2 separate regions of the Arachis hypogaea genome follow, and region 2 is linked to region 1. Evidence: chromatin contacts called from public Hi-C data. All regions are on one chromosome and are shown on one strand. Each heading gives the region's core, a stretch centred on a gene start, on an enhancer-like site or on the middle of the called end of the contact. The rest is flanking DNA. Distances are from core to core; before and after follow the strand shown.

Evidence for each region. A called contact is a pair of places that touch in the nucleus more often than the background predicts.
Region 2: a Hi-C map of leaf shows a contact between it and region 1, with 4 times the contacts expected there. The contact joins the promoter of LOC112696483 here to the promoter of LOC112696482 in region 1. A contact is called at or near these places in 2 of 8 Hi-C or Micro-C datasets (both in leaf).

Annotation. Positions count from the first base shown.
Region 1 is chr6:24,348,453-24,351,152 of arahy.Tifrunner.gnm2.J5K5, reverse strand. LOC112696482 (probable LRR receptor-like serine/threonine-protein kinase At1g67720) reads left to right here and starts at 1,410. Exons shown (of 15, transcript XM_025749276.3): 1 at 1,410-1,670; 2 at 2,201-2,700. The coding sequence starts at 1,538.
Region 2 is chr6:24,496,263-24,498,962 of arahy.Tifrunner.gnm2.J5K5, reverse strand. LOC112696483 reads right to left here and starts at 1,254. Exons shown (of 16, transcript XM_025749278.3): 1 at 997-1,254; 2 at 515-658; 3 at 1-10.

The DNA.
Region 1 (2,700 bases), core at 161-2,660:
TCCAAAATAAAAATATAAATAATATTTGTATTTATTTAAAATAAAATATAATTATATTGGAAAAAATTTATTATTATTCAAAAATATCAATAAAATACAAAAAATAATAAGATTAAAATAATATTATATTTTCATGTAATGCTAACAACAACAAAAATTCAAAAGATTTTAATTTAAATACATAAAATAATAAAATTTATCAACTTACATAGATTGGATTATCCAAATAATTGGTGATATATTTTTCGGGTGTTGTATAATTACGTACCATTTTTTTTTACGGTATCGCCCAGCCTGGCAAGGTAAGGATTAATCCGCTGCACTACTGAACTCTATTTAAGAGTTTGTCGCTAGCCAATGGATTGTTTTATGTACAAAACAGAATTCGAACCCTGACACACCTAAATCTTAATTCTCAGTATAACACATACTCTTCACATCACAACACACAGTTAACTTTTTATTTTACCTCTCTTCTTCGGTCTATCTTCTTTTTCTTTCTCAGTATAACACATTTTATATTGTATGATACACACACTTCACATGATGCATTCTACCAATAAACTCAATTTATAAAGCTTCAATAAGAGTCGCTGGTTATAAGAATGGGAGACTATTCCCTACATGCAAACAACCTACAATATGTCTCCTGTGTTACTGTAAATTTTTCAGAAACGAGCGAAAACCTATAATACTTTTAAAATTCAGAGACAACACACCCTTTACGTATTGCCATCCGTACCTGTTGGTCATATTACCACGTTTTTCTATGTATTGCTGAAAAACTGCCACGCTTCTAACGAATCTGTCCGTCACCACGTCTTCTCGTATATTGAACCTAACACCTAGAACAACACAAAACACCTCTTTTTTTAATATTGAGCAAATACACCAATTTATAGTACATATGAAAAATAATTTCTGATTTCGGAACGTATTCGTATTATTCGCAGAGAAAATAATTTCAGTACACGGCAGATAGGGCCGTAGGGGCACAAACTTGACTTTGTGTGGGCCCCACGCACGCACTACCAAAACGCCCGTCAACTCTCAAAACTTCAAAAGTTGCAGCCTCTCTACTTTAGTCTGATAAGTGCCAATACCCACCACCAAAGCACCACTACCTACTGTATAACACAGTAGTGCTCTGAAAAAAGTGACACTATATCAAATATTAATATTAAACTACCGGTAAAAAAAAAAAAAAGAAAAAAAGAAATATTAAATTAAGATTGAAGTCATATTATTAGTTGTAGTTGATGTAATTTTTGGTGAGTTATTACGAGACGGAGACTAGGAAAGTAAATAATTAATACTATTTTAATAGAATAAAATATTCAAATTTGTAAAATATTAAACAACGTATCTTTTGTTTGTTTTGTAGTAGTAAGGACATTCCTTCCATTATTTATAGAGCAGATTCGAGATACGAACATTCTATTCTGGCACGGTCTGGTTCTGCTACAGGCTACTACTGAGACTCTAACCGAGTGAGAATGTGAGCAGTGAGCTTACTCCGTCGGGTTCCGCAATTTTTATGCTTCTCTCTATCTCAGTTCTCACACCAAAGCTTCAGTTATTTATAACAATGGAGGAGAACGGAGCGCTCTTCCTCTTCTCTCTCTCACTTCTACTTCTCCCGCTTTCCTCCTCTTCCGCTCAGATGCAAGGTATATGTTTCTTTCTTCTTTTTTTATGATCTCTTCGCTTTCTCTTCTTTCCATAAGCTTCTTCAGCTGAATCAGCTACCGATGCTTCGTGTTATTGTTTAGTTAAAGCTTAATAGCGCTACTTAATCTTCTTCTATTCCATGTCTATCATGTGAGCTAAGATTTTGTTCAGCATGGGACTGAAGATTTGAGATCTAACCTCTGCTTTTGATTCAGATTCTGTGAATTTTTTTTATAAGCTTTTTACAATACTACTTAATAACAATTAATGTTGTGAATTTTAAAAAATACTATGCGATTTGTTTTGTTGTTTTTTGTGTATTATGTGTGTTCCAAAAATGAAATGAATATGTTTTGAAATATTAGAAATTCTCTCCTTATTATTATTATTATGAGTGTTGGTGAGTTTGAGAGATTATACTTACATTTTTTAAGTGTTCATTAATTATTAGAGCTTGGAATTGGATTTATAATTGCCATTTCGTCCATCTAGGCTATTATTCGGTGACAAAATATTTCATCCTAAGCAGGTTTTGTAAGTTTGGACTGTGGAGGTTCAGAAAATTTCACTGATGAGATTGGTCTTAAATGGAGCCCTGATGATAAGCTTCCTTATGGAGAAGTAAGCACCATATCAGTTGCAAACGAGACGCGGCGGCAGTACACCACGCTTAGACACTTCCCTGCTGATACCAAGAAATACTGCTACACACTTGATGTTGTGAGCAGGACAAGGTACCTACTGAGGGCCGCATTCCTGTATGGGAACTTTGATAATAACAATGTTTATCCTAAATTTGACATTTCTATTGGGGCTACACATTGGTCTACCATTGTTATATCAGATGCTAACCTTATAGAAATGAGAGAGCTTATATTTTTGGCTTCAAGTTCTGCTGTGAGTGTGTGTTTATCGAACGCCACAACAGGGCAGCCGTTCATATCTACACTTGAGCTCCGGCAATTCAATGGTTCCGTTTATTATACACAATATGAGGAACAATTTTACCTCAGTGTCTCTGCACGGATA
Region 2 (2,700 bases), core at 5-2,504, 150 kb before region 1:
GGGAATTTAACTATAATAAAATAATTATAAAATTAAAAATAAAAAATAAAATAAAATAAATAAACCTCAGCTCCAAGGCAAAAACATCTAGAATTAATATATATTGCGCAAATTTCTACTGCTATAACATTCAGAAGGCCATTGAAGTCCTCAGCACAATCACAAAATAAAATTTCAAAATATAAGTTGATAATCATCAATTAAAACGCGGGGGAAAGAAAAAATGGTCCACACTCCACATGTACCGAGCAATGTTAACAAGAGAAAATCAACTATCAATTACATTAAAAAGAAAAAGGGAACACCGCCTTATATCTTACGTATCCCCGTTCTATTAAAATATAGCCAAATATTTAGACAGGTCACCACAAAGAAGTGCCCAATAATAATAATAAAAATTATTATTATTATCTATTGTTATTATTATTAACACGCCGTATAATCACAGGTTTAATTTCCATCTGGTTAGGTACACAATTGCAAGTGAGCAAAGCGTAAAATTAGACACACATACTTGCTGATAAGATGAAACAAGAAAAATTGAGGGTTTAGGTTTGCGACAATGAGTGCTACTGCTAGGTATTCCGGCAAGTGAAATGATCATTGTTATCACTTCCTTTTTCTCAGTTAATTCTAGCGGCACTGTCCCTGCCAATCACTACAGTGAACGGAGAAATGAGAAAAGAAAAAGCGTTCTAAATGCATGCTTTCTACATTTTACTTTTTTTCCCCTTCGCTTATGCGCCGTAATAATCAACATTCAGCATAACATTTTTTTCAGAAACACTTAGAATCAAAGGAAATCGCTACTGATAAATTTAGCGCACCGTATTTTATCGATTTTGGAAATTTGCTAGAGAGAGAAAAAAATGAAAAACCCTAACCTAGGGGGAAGGGAATGGAAGGGATGAACAAGGGAATGGTGGAAGAGTAAAGAATGAGGAAGTAAAAGTAATAAGTTTGAGAGAGAGAGAGAGAGAGGTTAAGTGAACTTACGGAGCGGTGAAGAGGAAGATGAAGATAGTGATGAAGATAGTGATGAAGAAGAGGCAGAGGAAGGTGCTAGAAGCGGAAGAGGAGGATAATGCGAAACATGGAATCAGAGATAGAGAATAGAGAGAGAAAGGGGAAAGAATGGGAATGGGAATGGGAATGGGAATAGGATGGCTTTGGTGTACGTGGTGACTGCTGAGGTGACTCGCTCAAATTCCGAGCTTTCTTCAATACAACTCTCATTTTATTTATGCCTGGCCCTTTTTTTCTTCTTCCAATCTTTTAATTATCCATTCACATTTTTTTTAATTTTTATTATATAAAAATATTTAATTAACCAAATCATATTTTTAAAAAAAATAAAATAAATTCATTTCTTCTTAATTATAATTTATAAGATAGTCTGTATTGTCCAACTTAGTTGCTCTACTAATGATAAGAGTTTGAATACTTCCACTATATCTTCAATCCTCCATCAAAACCGATGAACCATTGTTACATAGTACAATGAATATTTGAATCAATCTATAACAAATGGTTAATGGCTGTCATTCTTTTAGGATTAGGTTGACAAATCATAGACGGATATAGCATAAAGTTATTTAGTTCCTTTCTTTAGGCTATGCCCCTCCCTTCTCTCCTTTATTTTTCTCTCTCCAAATGTGTTTTTAACCCTTTTTGGATACATAATTGGACCAGCACAATTGGGCTTGATTGTTTGTATTCAACTCTCTTCATTTTTCTCATCCATCTATTAAAGGTACTGCCATGACACAAGAAAAAAGGTACTGATGCCCATCAATTTGTAGCTCACATTGCATATCTCTTTCTCTCCATCTCAAAAGTTTTGGGTTTAAATCCTACCAAATACAACCAAAAGAAATTTTGGTAAGTGTATGAAGAGTGTGTGGGCTAAAGTGGTAAGTATTTTAGTCCATCAATCAAGATTATTAAGTTTGAAATATGAGAACATAAAAAAATCTCATTGAAAAATCTGTCAATGGAAAAGGTTGTAGGAGAAACACAACCTAAGCCTTTAATTATAGATGATTTTTTAGATAGAGATTTTTTTTGTAGTGAGCAAGACAACCAAATACACCTATCATCATGTTCACAGATGAGGGTGAAAAAGTACTATCAGAATCCTATTTTAAGTCTATTGTCATCAAAGTTCTTACCAAATACTTTAGTTATACTGCTTTAGTGCATCGGTTAAGAAACATCTGGCGACTGAAGGGTGGTTATAATATTAAGAAAGCTATATTCGGCTATTTCCTAATAAAATGTGATCTGACAGAAGATTGGGATATAGTTTTGGCATGAGGTCCTTGAATGATTGGGAGGTACTATATTGCGATTAAGTCATGGACTGCATCTTTTTAACCAAATAAAAAAACCTTTGGTTATACTCTTGTTTAGATTCATGTTGCTGGGTTAAATATCTAGGATTATTGTGGATTACTATGGTTTAATGGACTTAGGAGCTAACCTTAAGAACCAAAAATAATTAACGTAAAATAATAATAAATAAATTATCCGAAAATCGATCGAAAATTTAGAGGTGAAAATTGAATTTAGTGATTTTTTTAGTGGGAAAATGTAATTTTTTGCGTAAAATTGCGTAAAAATGCGTACCGGTAAATTAGCCGGCAGTATCGTCTTAAATCTGTCTGATACTGCGTTGCGATAAAAACAGTAGAAAAATTT